Linked DNA regions of Bicyclus anynana: region 1 is linked to region 2. Evidence: chromatin contacts called from public Hi-C data. All regions are on one chromosome and are shown on one strand. Each heading gives the region's core, a stretch centred on a gene start, on an enhancer-like site or on the middle of the called end of the contact. The rest is flanking DNA. Distances are from core to core; before and after follow the strand shown. Region 1 overlaps LOC112042907 (kalirin). Region 2 overlaps LOC112042907 (kalirin).

Evidence for each region. Hi-C and Micro-C count contacts between places; a contact is called where the count stands out from the background.
Region 1: a contact with region 2 is called in a Hi-C map of whole larva, with 2.7 times the contacts expected there. The contact joins two enhancer-like sites. A contact is called at or near these places in 2 of 2 Hi-C or Micro-C datasets (whole body and whole larva).

What each region holds. Positions count from the first base shown.
Region 1 is chrZ:5,326,563-5,334,103 of ilBicAnyn1.1, reverse strand. It overlaps LOC112042907 (kalirin), which reads right to left. Exons shown (of 46, transcript XM_052890747.1): 41 at 3,063-3,231. Among protein-coding and RNA genes, the nearest start is that of LOC112042914, 16 kb to the left of the region's middle. Within about 2 kb of position 6,008, at least 1 of the 8 cell types and tissues checked has open chromatin away from gene starts, as enhancers often do.
Region 2 is chrZ:5,226,228-5,234,017 of ilBicAnyn1.1, reverse strand. It overlaps LOC112042907 (kalirin), which reads right to left. Exons shown (of 46, transcript XM_052890747.1): 25 at 7,092-7,224; 26 at 3,145-3,405; 27 at 2,211-2,372; 28 at 1,618-1,700; 29 at 495-579. Among protein-coding and RNA genes, the nearest start is that of LOC112042907, 57 kb to the right of the region's middle. Within about 2 kb of position 4,892, at least 1 of the 8 cell types and tissues checked has open chromatin away from gene starts, as enhancers often do.

The DNA of each region.
Region 1 (7,541 bases), core at 4,759-7,258, 99 kb before region 2:
ACGCCTTTGTAATCGATCTTCATACCAAGAAATTTAATTGGCATTGCTTCAACAATTACTCTTTGGTCAGTAATAGAGAGCTCCGGATCGTAGGAAGTATATTTGGTATTTCGTCTTTCCAGCCATAGGTTAGCATTCACTTTGCTTCAACAAACAGAACTCATCCTCTTCATTTACTAGTTTCAGACATTGCTTCTGGTAACGCATCAGTATAGCAAGATCGATTGCAAAGGCTTAAATTACTCAGTGTTCATTTTTAAATTGAGGAGATCCGCAGAAGAACCAAAGTCACCGACATAGCTCAACGAGTTGCGAACCTGAAGTGGCAATGGGCGGGGCACATAGTTCAAGACGTTGTGGTCCTAAAGTGATGGAATGGCGACCCCGCACTAGTAAGCGCAGTGTTGGTCGACCCCCCACCAGGTGGATTGACGACATCAAGCGAGTCGCAGGGATTCGCTGGGTGCAGTTGGCTCAGTATCGTGATGTTTGGAAGTCCAAAAGGCCTATGTCCTGCAGTGGACGTCCATCGGCTGATATGATGATGATGATGTTGATGAATTTTTAAATCGATAGTCCCATTTCCATTGATTCATATTTGTCTATACAATATTTTCTGTCAGTGTAATCAAATCTTATCATAAGTGTTATCAGTAGTACTGGTAAGGGACAAACGTTTAACAGTAGTTAATTGACAGACAGCGTGTCGGTGTGTAATGGAACGTTCTTTGAAGAAATAAATTTTCAGAGAGGTGCTGTTTAAATTGTGCATTAATCTCCAACAAAAGCGAAAATAACAATTATACAAAGATAAATTTACTCTCTCGTATCTCTATTTTGGAATTTTGTTTAGAGATTTATACACAAACAAGTTGCTCGGCTTCTTTCTTGTGCCTTATTAGTTAGTTACTGATAAAGTTCATGTAGAATAAGCGGTATACGACTATTAGTATGCTGAGGCGTTGTAGACCATTCCACGAAGCGAGCTCACAAAAGAAATTGACTTTGGGCGCTGATTGTAACCTTCACAGTCAAGTTAGTTCTTAGGATTGTCTTATATGCCGCATTCTTTTTTAGAACTTACATACCATTTTTGTGGTTGGATGGACGTTAATATGAAGAAGCTAACTTAGAAGCTTTTCGTAAATATAATAAACTGTAGTTTGTAACATATAATAAAAAATAATAAGCAATTCGTTTAGGTCTTGCTAACGATTACGTTGAGCGACGTGTTATCCATGTTCCATCCAATTTTTAATAGTAAAAAATGTATGTAGAGTTCGTTGAATTATGTTAGGTACTCTCCTATATGATTGAATAACTTATCTTCAGGTTATCAGTTGTCAATGTCATTCTCAAGTGTTAGTGACAAAGCTAAAAGATGTTTAACAGGTTATTACAAGTATGTTGTGTATTCATTTATAAAAAAAAGTAGTGCCAAGTGTTTTGCCTCAACCTGACAAAAATATTCCAAATATATTCTTTACAGATTCTTGAACTACACACGCAAGGGTGCAGTAATAGGATTGATACATAATTTAGGAAAAAAAAATTACAAAATCTAATGTAAATAAAAAAAAAATCAGATAACCAGCCAGTATGTAAGCCCTCTCTTTAAAGCGGTATTAGATGTCCGCCATGCGCACAGACCAATGAGGAGTGAGTATTTCGTTTTCTATAAGTTATGACTTGTTGAACGTAGATGTAGTGTCAATGTTGTAAATGAGGTGAAGAACTAGGTTGATCAAGTCCCTTTTTTTAAAAGCGATATTGGCTGAGTATCGCGTGACTGAATCGACCAATGAGAAGAGAGAATTTTGACTTTGAGTTCGATTCATGAAATGGTGTTGCAGTGACATTGTTATACATAGAACAGTTTGAAGCGGGCGCAAGAACTCTATGTTGGCAGTCCTTGTAATTGCGTGCTAGATAGTTGGTTAATAATGATCACCATGGAGTATTGTGCACCAATCTCCCATATAAGCGAAAATAAATAAAATGTATTTTATTATGTATTAATTTTGCCATTCTGTTTAGAGATTTCTATACAAGAAAGTTATTCGGAATTTGGAAGTTTCTAGTTTATTTTTGGTTTAAAAAAACATTTGTCAAATCTTTTAAATAAGACTAATATTCGCTATCCTCGCCAACTAGTAGTCCTTAGCAGTGGGTCCGATAACAGTCAGGGCAGAGCTGACCCTTGACCTTTTGTTGTTGAGTCTACGAGTAGTTCTTAAACCTAGGAGATATTAAGGGGTCATGAGAAGTCCTGGGTCAATTCAAGGGGTCAAGGTCAAGGGTCCTTTTCGGTCAGGGGGATTTCGGTGTTGTTAAACGCCCGTGCCTCGGAGAGCACGTCAGTGTGCCAGCCGGTCATTATTAAATCTAGTAGTAGTCGTTAATTCATTTAACATTATATCCTCCAAATCCCCACTCCTATATTTTAAGAATTCCCATTGATAAGATAATAAAATTTCCAAGCAATTTCTAATATAAAATCTTTGGCTATTGTGTATGAAAGGCACTGAAATTTCAAAGCTGGGACATTAAAGATCATAATAGCTAAGTAGAATTAAAAACGTGAATGTAAGTTTGTCTGTTCCACTTCCACAATTGGACTGACAACAGAATTGGCCATCATGAAGTTTTGCAGTGAGGAGTTTTACTAGTAGTACTTATACTTCTATTAGCGGACCCGGTCAAGCTTCGCTTTGACACATTCCCTACCCCTGTCCTATTCCTACCCTACCCCTACCCTACCACTACTCTACCCTTACCCTACATTTACCCTTTCATACTCCCACCCTCTACCAACCGTATCATACCCCTACTCAACCCTACCCCTTCCTTCCTTTTCCTGGCTCTCAGCTACTTCTTCACCAATTTTGAGCCAAATCAGTCCAGAAGATCTCGAGTTACAAGTGTTGTAACAAACCTCACTATCTTTTATATATACTTCTACGTGGCAGACGAACTATCTGCCGCCAAACAGTATTGCTGTCTTGCTGTATGATAGGTATAGTTGATGTTGATCATAGAGAATAGGCGCCGCGAGAACTCACGTTGGCAGAGGCCTTCTTGTAGTCGTCCCGCGCGCTGGAGGGCAGGTTGATAGTGTTGGCCTTGGCATGTGGGCGCTGCGTGCGACCGCGGAGCTCCGGCGCCAGTCTCCCGCCCACGGACGGCGGGACGCTCTCAGTCTTGCGGAGCCCGCACCAACCCTCACCCACGCTACCGGGACGGGAATAGGACATTTAAATAAAAACAAAAACAAACTAAAACGGACTAAAGTAGACCAGCTTTTAATTACTTCTGCACTCTGTTACATCTACTTTATTAGATATTTAGTTAGTGAAATGAATCTACAATTGCAATTAGCTACGTATTTTAATTCAGGTTAGTCTTTCGTTAATAAAGGTATTATTTTTTTAGTTCTACTATTCTGTGATTAGATACTAAGTAGTGATCAGGCAAAGAGCTATATCGTTACATCATGATAGCATTTGCATTGGCGTTCTGTGTAAATTGGCTCAAAGCTGGCCTCACTCAAATAAAACTAAAAATGAACTAATAAAATAAGCATGCGGGACTAATAAGCATAAAACCACAAGCATTTTTTATTCACATTTATTATTGGTTAATTGTGTTACATATAAGTAATACAGTGATTTTTAAAAGGTTACTTCTATATACATGATCTGACTTTATAGGTATTGTATAGTAATATAATATATATACAAGAGATATTTTATCAAGCAGAAAGATAAAAGATATATTTTTGAAAATACAATCAATCATTCTCGATAGTAATTTATAACAATCGAAATAGACTGCTTTTACAGAATAAGTCATATCTATAGTCAATATAAATATTAAGTATTAGGTGTATGCTATTCTAACAGACTAGACGAATAGTAGTAAGTACTAAACGATGCCGTAATATAGTTTAATAAAAACAATTTACAATTCTATTGAATAATGCTAATTTCATCAAATAATAGTTAATATTATTAATATAAATGTAACTATCGTTAATACAAAAATAATATAATATGGTAATTTAATTCTTTAACATAAAAATAAAATGATACATAATTGAAGAAAATACGTACTTTTCTAGTAATATATATACATAACTGTGTAACTTATATTATGATATCGGAATGGTATAAAAAATGTCATTTTTTAATATTATTATTTACGTTAATTTTGCACAAAAATTTATCATTTTTTTATGCCAGGTGGAAGACATCACGATTTACTAGTTAGTCACTCTCTCGATGGAGAAGTTTACCAAAATCTTTAATATTTCATCAATTATTATAGTAAAATTAATGTAAAACGAATCTTTATACACCTAAAATTATAAAATTTATGGGGCTTCAAAGTTGCGATATTTCACGCGGACAAATTGTGGCCATGAAGTAGCTAACTAGTTATACACTACAGTGGCGAAGGATGGAATTCTAACCCAAAGAAGAGGAAATTCATACCGCTTGATACAAACTTCGGTTTCTCATACGTATATTTTCATAATGAATATGTATGTATGGAGTTTTAAAAGGAGACCCGACGGAAATCGATCGATATGGACTCTTCGCCGCTGATACACTATAATAAATCTAAAATTTTGAATTAGGCTTAATAGTTTCTTAGATTTCACGATTATACAGAAAGGTAGGTATATGATGTCTCAGGCGATTAAGGCCACAATAGGTCCACGTACAAATTTGTATGCTTTTATAATGTGTTTCTCAGTAATTTATCGACTCATTTAGGTATAATTTCTTTTCACAACTTTAATAGTTTTGATATTTATTTGTATATTACTTAAATATCAATTCACCATGTTAATACATTATGAAACGTCTCCATTATCGAATCTCACAAGGAATTTCAAACAGAGCTATTTAAAATATTTTGTATACCATATTTTAAAGGTATTCTTTTGTTTCAGCTTAGCAAATGAAATAATAACTACTTAGTTCACATACGACTGTCTGAATTAAGTATTTATTATATCATTAACATTGAAAGCATAGCGTTTCCCTGAATACACAAACACTCTTGCCGATTGCTGTATAGAGTAGATATAAAGTAATTAAATCTATATTCATCGCATTTGTGTACTCAGTCATACTTCTTAATTTTAAAAATTATCATATTATACCTCAACATTTAGCCAAATACTTTCCACCTTAAACTATCGTATTCAATGAAACTGAAAAACAACAGTACAAATAAAATTGGCCCCGCTCGTTAAAAATTAATAATCTAAATTAATTAACTCGTAACTAAATGGACGACGGCTGAATCACTATTCTTTTTTTTTTGAGAAATGGTAGGGCAAAGTACGCCGTTTAGGTAATTAGTTATTATTTATTAAGACTAGAATAAAAACACGATTAAAAATTACAACTACTTGGGTTTGCAGTTAAGGTGCTCCACTATCAATTGCATAATAATGCAAAAATAAATCTACGAATCCACTATTTAGTTTTATTTGTAAAACGTTAATAGATAATATACTGCACGTGTATTTTTAAAAGCTGACACTACTGATTAATTATTATTTATTAATATAATATTTTGTCGAATACACGCTCAAAGACTTTACCATTATATAACTCAATCTCACCATACTCTTACACTTCGCCTACATTTAATAGTTCATTAACCCCCAGGTCGTGTTCCCAGTCTTCTTGTATTACGTCTTAATACTAACCAAATGCGTATGAACAACGATTATTCTTAAATCTATCAATTTCTTTAAATACTATCCAGACTTTGTGTACTTCGATAACTATCACAACACTACATCGGAAATAACAAGGCGAAAACGTGATTGTGAAATTTCTCCATTAAAATGGGAAAGTAGAGCATGCTAATGCATTGAAACTTTTTCATCTAGCTTTTTCGTATCTATATTCAATGAGTAAGTAAGTAGTCATACGATCACACATTACAGACGCGCGTCGGCTTTATCGTTGGCCAGTAAAGAGCCACGTGGTCATGTCTGCGTATTCTCAGGATTTGCGTTACTCCACAAGTAACTTGTCCGGTTGTCTGAATAAGTATTGATATGCTTACTGCAATTAAGTTAATGACGTATGTACCGAGTATATTATTAGAGTAAGTTCCCAGAGCGATCTGACACAGTTTATTTTCACTAAGATGAAACCCGGTTTTCAGTAGTGCCATGTGCTTTGAAAACCTGCGTCTTTGTGTAGAATTGCTTTGAGATACCTTGGCTAGTCGTTATCAACCCATATTCGGCTCACTGCTGAGCTCGAGTCTCCTCTCAGAATGAGAGGGCTTAGGCCAATAGTCCGCCTCGCTGGCCCATTGCGGATTGACTCACACACGCAGAGAATTAAGAGCTTTGCTAGTACCAGGCTATAGACCTTGGCTAGTACCAGGTGAGAAAGGTAACCAAAACAACCGGAAAAGTGCGTGTCGGGCCACGCGCAGTGTAGGGTTCCGTAAATTAGGTTAGCACTTTAACCACTTATGTAATGTTAAAAAATACCGATAAAGATACCCCACACCATGGGATAGACTATAAAAAAGTCATCCTCACTTTGTAGAGAAGGAACTCCGAAACAATTTATTTTTAATTTCTTTTTACTACATTTAATACGAGATCCGGCTTACGGAGTTATATATTCCTTCTGTAAATGTGTGATTTAGTCGTCATCGAGTAATCGCGTAACATCTGCGGTAAGGGTTATTTTTAGTGGGGCTTTAAATTGTCTAAACACTAAGTAAAGTAAAGTCTTTGGTACTGTTTCAGAATTATATTCTTCAATATATATATATAAAAATCGACCATGTGAATTTAATCTACGTAATACGTAACCCTTTTTAGTTACCTTTGTCATCTGGTGTCACAGAGGAAGTCTCTACAAAGGCGCAGGTATTCAAAGCACATGAGACGCTACTGAAAACCTAAGGTTTCATCTTTGTGAAAATACGAGTAAGCTTAATGTCAGATCGGGGATCTTGGCAATATCTTCCATGTCGTGGTGCGCAGATGTGACCACGAATACATTCCAAAAGTTATCACAGAAGGCTGCATAACGAAGAACAACTCTGGTCTCTCTCAGTTACATCCAATAACAGATGTAAAGCGATTTAATTATTGATTATATCACTATATAGCTACTGATCAATTCCAAAGAGTACTTAAACACTAAAGATAAACTACGTGGTTTTTTTATATAATAATTTCACTACAAACGAATGGCAGTATATTATTGCGACACAAGTTTTCGTTTAGATTGTGTTACCATAATCTAATTTGATTGATAGGTTTTCATCATTCGGACATGAATTTATGATATTCATTGTGTAATATACTTATAGTGTCCGTTAAGGTGGTTACATATGGTTATCTATTAATATAATATTAAAATGATTGGCAGTATAATTATTGCGATAAAACTTTTGAAATAGGTGGTTACATATTATAATATTAAGTAAACGACGGATTTTCGTCGAAGTGTGCGCTTGCGGAAAAGCTCCTTATTGTTTGCTATAAA
Region 2 (7,790 bases), core at 3,643-6,142:
GACCAAATCGAAGACAGTCAGTGAATTTACTAAAACACGAACTTTTTAAAAATATTTATATGTCTGTTTGTCTGTTTGTTCGGGCTTATCACTGGAACTGTTCAACAGATTTTAATAGGACTTTCACTGGAAGATAAAGAGGGTTGTTGAGGAACTTACTAGCTAGATACTTTTTATCGCAAATAAAATCCATGGTTCCCACGGGTTTAGTTAAAAACTTAATTTCACGCAGACGAAGTTAAAAACTTCCGCAAGTTTGCTATAAAATAAGTACTGTACCATACGGTCAATCTACGTCGTCCATGTTCCCGAAATCAAGGAAACTGACCGACCGACATTTTACACAATACCTTTTACACTGATAAAAACAATTTTCAACAACTTATATACTAAGTTAACGGACTGCGCCACTGGAAAATCGGAACGAGGGCATTACCGAGAAAACGGCCCTTAAAATAGTAACAAATAAGCCATAAATATTTATGGGCACTTACCTTATCGGAGTCAGTGGTGTTGCCGCTGCCGAACGAGGCGAGGGAGTTGCGGTCAAGGTTATCTGTGTCTGTGTCTTCAAAATCTCTGGAACAAGATTGCTTTTTTAGTTTGATTGCACGGCGAGCTTTTAAATATCCGACTATACAGCAAGATGTCGCGAACGGTGGCATCCATATATCGTGGACGTCCAGGCAACTCGTACGAAACGATTTGCATCCACATTTCTAATTCGTACAGCAAAAATTTGGAATGCCCTTCCGGCGTTTGCGTTTCCTGACACTTATAATTTAAAAACCTTCAAAGCAAGAGTGAATAGGCATCTTCTAGGTAAGCGCGCTCCAACTTAGACCGCATTCATGCTTTCCATCAGGCTACCCCTTCTCCTTCAGTCGTGTTCCTCACATATAAGGGTCATGACCACCTCCTTCTGAAATGGCAGTGGGCGGGCCATATCTGTCGTAGAACAGATGGCCGCTGGGGCAGATATGTTCTAGAGTGGAGCCAGCCAGCAAGCGCAGTGTAGAACGCCCTCCAGCTAGATGGTCCGAAGACATCAAGAAGGTAGTGGGAAGTGGCTGGATGAGGAAGGCGGAGGATCGTGTTTGGTGGCGCTCTTTCGGAAAGGCCTATGTCCATCAGTGGACGGACACAGGCTGTTGATTGACCATCTCCAGACTGCATTGTAGACTGTGGAGTCAAGTTGTGCGGATTTGATCAGACCAACGCATCGGGCTTCGGCTTCGCAGCCTCTTTCCTTCTACTTTGCCAGTGACAATCAGTTTTTAGATATTAACAATGGCAATTCTTTCCTGGCAATGTGTCCGAAGTACTCAAGGATTCGCTTTAGACAGATGGTAGAGCCCAGATTTGACTCTGAGCAGAGTAAGTATAGATATGCGTTGGTCCGAAATGCAGTCTACGGGACTCGGTTCAATAAGTTTGCGGTCAACAGATCTCAAAATCCAGGTGGCTCGAAACCATTGTTCAGAAGCCCATTAAACGAGAAATTTGACCAACATAGATTTCCATTGGCTGCTATTTATGATGATGATAACATATTCAAAAATAATACAAAATAATATTTAAATTAAATTTAAATAATCGTTTATAGTAAAATAATACCTGCTGGAGCGCTGTGAACTAGCAGGGCGGGCGCGAGCAGGACTCCGAGGCGGTTGCTGCAAAGCTCCGCTGAAGTATGTTTCCTGTAAACCAACAATATGATATAATAAAGTTTATCCTAAAAATTTAACAAAAAGAATAATGCCGACTAAAATGTTTATTGTAGTAGTACAGGAGAAGCAACTATTGTTGCTAAAAGACCATTCTATAAGTCATGTTAGACGCCTTGTCTAATAATATGCTATTCGTTACTATCTTTTGCACAAAGAGATTTATACAGTATGCATAACATTAATACGATCATTTTAAATCTCGAAATCTGTTGAAACTTGAAGTGCAAGCATGTTTTCAGATATAACAATGTAATTTGTTGGGAGTCTGAATTTACCTATATAGAGAGCATGCGTGCACTAACTGCGAATGAGATAAGTGTAACATTTTGGGAAACTGCAATTTGGAAAATAAACAAATAAAATATCGCATGAATATGTTTTTTAACTGCCTCGTGCCCAGGATTTTATTACTGGACTAGTAGTAAAATCCTGGGTCTGGGTGTATGAGTACCTCAAAGAGGCTGATCTTATTGATGTTACCTGTATGACTTCCCTAAGGCGTCGCACCCAGGTCTGTTTGACGTCAAGAGAAGGAGCTTTTAGCACGATACGACAATCGCTGGCCATCGGCTCGCGGCCAGTCCATACACTGAATTTGCACTCGTCACCTTCTATATGTTCTGTCACGCCTAGCTCCGATGTCTGCAATAAAACCAACAGTAGTAGAACACTTCGTACATCGTTCAAACAGAAAGTTCACAAAAATCACAAAGTTCAATTAAACGTTTTACCAGGAATAAATGACTTTCTTAAACGGCTAATCTAAGAAGATATCACGCAAAATTCATCACGAATATATTCTCAATTCAATTCAAAATATAACAAGATTTATTTCCACAAGTTGACTACGTTAAAAACTCGTTCAATATCATGCGATTTTATCGTGAACAAACGAAAGACAGACGTAGAATTTTTTTTAATTTCCCTGTTAATGATTTTAGAAGTTTATTTTCAGTGCTAAATTATTTGTTACACTAGAGTTTTTTTTTTCTAATTTGTATATACCTTTACACTGTTGATTTCAACTATTGAGTTTTATGCCGGTTTCTTCTCAGCAGCCTGGTTCGGAAGGCAGGTTGCCTTCCGAACCAGTGATAGAAGCTTTACAAATAGTCAACTGACGTATCAAAAGTGCTTGTTAACTGAGCCTACATTAAATAAATGAATTTTGATTTTGATTTATAAATAATAACATATAGATGAGATTATTTTAAAAACCTTTTATGATGAAAACAGATGAACGTCAAGTTTAGTAGCATCTACATAGCCTAAACAAACACATGTCACATTGAATTCTGTTAGAATAACCACAAATGCCTACACTGCTTCTACTATTACAGAAGTAGTTCCGCCACCGATATATTGTTGGGTGCCTTTGTTCTTTTTTAAATGAAGCAGATTTAATGATACTCACCATGAATTTAGTTTTGTATATGTATTTAGCTTTCCCGTGGGTGTCTTTGACCTCCTTGGCGAGGAGTAGATGCAGATCGAAGAGGAAGACTCTTCTTTCGCGACATTTCTTGATTATCTGCCGAAGGTCCCACACTTGGAACGAGTCCTGTAGCACCACCTCACCGAGGCTGTCCAGTGGGACATCGCAGCCTTCTAAGTTTGACAAATGCATCGCGTCATTCGCCTTCTTCGGTACGGACAGCATAACTTCCAAACCGTCCTGTGAACAATACGTTATGTTACATACGTGTAAGATGTACGCTTGAACAGATCTACGCTACTCAGCGGTCACGATAGATTAATAAGCGGCCTGTTAGTTGAACTATGCGCAGTACAGGAGCGTAGCTACCACCGTATCAAAGTAAGTTGAAAAGTCTAGTAAAATGTTATATCCACAGTCTCACTTATTTCCTTGCCTAAGCGTGCGCCCAAAAGTTGGTGCGAGTAAAAGTCCGCCACGCTGGCCCCATACGGATCAGACTTCACACACGCAGAGAATTAAGAAAAGTCTCTGGTATGCAGGTTTTCTCACGATGTTTTGATTGATTGTTTGTGATACAGACCCCCCTCCCTCCCCAAGGTGCGTTACGCCACTGATGCAGTACCACATTTTAGGGTGTTAGCGATGTACGGTACTGAGATGCTACGAGTAACTATAGCAACACATTGACGCCATTACAGTCGTGTACGAAATTTTCAATCATTTGAACAACCAAGAAACACGCATTTAAAACTCATGTTTCTAATTCTACCTGCGCATATAACTGTCTCTATGCTGCAACTTACTTGCCGGTGTCTATGGAATGGTGTAATTTTTAGGGCAAAATTGTATATAAATAAATTTAAACAACTTTAAACTATAAAAGATGGTTTTTAATAAATAGTGATTTTCATAAACTCTTTCAACCATTTTCATACATTTTACTGTTTGATACTGCACTGCTTATAAACCTTTCGGCATATGAGCTATCTTTAGATTCGACTCAGTGTGACATTGTGTACCGATATTTATTTACCGAATTTCCCTGTTTACGAAGTTGGATTTTTTTAAGATATGAAGTAGCTATACCAAACGACCTTATTCAAATCACCACATTTTTTTCTTCTTCTACAGCCTACCTAACTGTATTTAACGTTATACCCAGGTACATAATAAATAATAATTTACCTTATTTATTTAGGTGTGCTATGATTTATGAACAAAACCTTTGCTCTACTATGTAATATAAACACAATATAGGCAATCAAACGCTGAAAAATGCACAGCAAGAAATATCGCATCTTCTTATATACTCGTAAGGCCTGTAAACAACTCGAGAATAATTCATACCTATTTATCCAAAATGATACAAAAAATATTATACATACGATTTCATCGTTTGAAGTGGGTCCAATCTTGTTCGTGCGATAGTTATTAATGTACTTCAACATTATTAAAACTACACAAAACACAAACGCATAAACCGTAACATGTCTTGAATATTTTCACTAAAAATCACTTCAGTTCTACACTAGCGGAATATTGCACTTAATGTGGACTCGGGTCGGCTGTGATACATGGCAATGAATCATGAGGAAAATATTAGTCCATAATACTAATCGTTCATTTAAAATAAACAGTGGACTAGTTTAGTTTAATTTGAAACATCACGTTCAACGCAAGCAAATGTTAATGTGATGTGAACTTCTCGAACCGATTATGCGTAATGGTTTTGTGTTATCACAAAACACCAAACCTCATTAGGATGTAGATAAGTCACCGGTCTACACGTAGGGTAAAAATACCCTTATTTATACTTTGAATCAACTTTTCGTCATTGATTTTGTGGCTTAACTAGCAAATGGAATTGGACAAGCCATCAATGTTGTGGGCGTCGACAACCTAATAGCATTATATCACGTGGCGTGCCTAGACGACATTATAATGAAGCTCAAGCTTTTTATAAAGCAATTGTGCTCAATTATATCGACTGAAACATTAAAATATACCTCAGAGGTAATTGATATTAATATTGTAAGTGTAATTAGAAAGTTTAGAAAAAAAAAATATCAAAACCTCCACCGTAAAGTTAGTTAGAATTTCCTATTATAATATACAATTTCTAAGTAAACGTACAGATTTTAATAGAATAAGAACTGGAAATCAATTTTCAGACGTCCTGATAAAGTTACTCGTACTTCAACAATGTACTTAACAAATTCCCCTATTATAAAAAATCCCCACACACACAACAAGGCAATAATATCGTAATGTATCATAACGTTCTACGTATTTTTATGAGTAACAGTAAACCTCTTCTCATTCCCGGTGCAGCTTTAGATAAGTGATGACGTCGTCAACGCGTCTCAAAACATCCAACTCGAATATTTTGCTAAAATATAAGTTCATGAGAACTTAAGTATAGGTATTCTAATCGTCTTTTCAATATACATTATTCAGTTTTAGTCCCGACTCACACATGTTTTTTAGTATTTTGTATACCAGTGTCTAAAATAAATCCTAACACAGAATAGGACAACATTCTATTTCCTTCCTAATCCTACGAATAAGTGTTCTGGCAAATCAGTCGGTAAAATATACACATACAATAAATAATAAATTGCATTGATAAAGTTCAAGACGTAACAAGTATTTAGTGATAAATGTATAAAACTTTTGTTAAATATTATTGAGCAACGAAAAATCAAAAGAAAACATCATTGCTTCTTTTTCACGTCATACCATAGCATACGAATACGTCAATACACTCACCAGGAGATTTTCTCCTGTCTTAGTAGAAATAACACAGTAAAAATAAATAGTACAGTTGTCGCAAGAAAATTTAACACGTAAACATTTTTGCTTCAAGATATTGAGGGGAATTCTCGATAGGGCCGCCTTTATCTAATCGCGAAGTCTTATCACTGAAGGTGAGTTGAAAACATGAGTTGATAACGTGTTTAAGTGACGCAGGTACTCGTATAGCTAAACCTAACGATTTGTCTTATGTAATGTTATTTTAAGGAAACACCAAAACAGATCGAACAAAGTAAGAGTAAAAGCCTAATGGTTTTTTTTTTCCTTTTGCATTAAAAAAGCGTTAGCGTTAGTAATGCATAGGTATTTCCACTTTCAGTAGGTTTCTGTTTACAGGTTTACGATAGAAGACCGACCATTATTCATCCAATCCTGGGCCCAGATTTAATGAACGAGCCCTTGCAATGTCTAAATTAGTGTCATTTATTAAATAACTAGCGAATCCGGTGTGCGGAAAAAAAATTATGAGCACTTCCCTATCCCTACCCTACATCTACTTTACCCTACTTCTATCTCACCCCTACCCTGCCTTAACCTAAAAACCTCCTACGCTCCCTATAAGTATAATTACGAATGGTTTGAATGGGAGTATAGAAAAGTTTTTTTAGACATTTTTATTATTTTTTAAAAATTCTATATTACACAAACGTCGTTCTAACAATAACAAATACATAAAACCAAGAATTATCCAATTTGGTGATATTAGTTTCCGACTGGTTTAATTTCAGTTTATTTACAGCTGTTGCATAAGAAAGTTTCTACTACAAAAAATGCATGCTTTCAACCAAAAACACACATTAAAAGAGCATTCTAATTATTTTTAGGTCATTAAGTTTTTTTACGTAACATGCTGGATCCTAAATGGTATGTCTCCTAATTGGAAGTTAGCAATGATCTTGAGCATCATCATTAACAACCCATACTCAGAACACTGTTGAACACAAGTCTCTCTCAGTATGAGAGGGGTTAGGCCTTATTCCACCTCGCTGACCAAATGCGGATTGGCAGACATCACACACGTAGAGAATTAAGAAAATTCTCAGGCATGTTCACTCACGATGTTTTCCTTCACCCTTTGAGACACGTGATATTTAATTTCTTAATCATACCTTAATCTCTCCTTGTCCTTCGGCGCAGCAAGCCTGTAGGTCTTTTAGTAATAGCTGATATTTGGTTATCCTTTGCACCGGCTTTATAAGATAGGCCGCCAAAGGATGCTCCAGTTTCTTTTTACGTTGTACCCTGTTAAATACATACACATTAAAATTCTGAAAAATCAAAATCGATTATTAATATAGATTCACTTAGTTAGATTTGACAAAAATTGTAGTATGACACGCGCGCCATTTTTTTACAATAAGTCTTTGACTTTATTTTGAAAATTTGAAGCAAAAAATAATTTTACCTGCCAAAGTAAAGTAAAGGAGATGGTCCATTTCAGGTCCACTCTTGTACTACGTATCATTAAAATTTAAAAAATTTAGAGATATCATCGAAATCTAATCAGGTGAATATATCTAACTAAGTAAAAGGAAATAAATAATATTAAAACCCCATATTGTCCTTAAAGCAACTATGACATGACAATTGACAGCAAACGTCAAATCGATTGACATTTTTTGTTGTGTTGCATTTTTTGGGAGAGCATTAATATTATTTTGAAAGAATTAATGTAAATTCGTAGATTCGTAGATAAAAATTTCATGTTCTTTTATTTCCGCCCGGGTACATTGACTGATCCTGGGCTCCATCCAACTTTGGATCTTTTATTGATTTTAAACTTATTTCGTGGTTGTTGACTATGAATA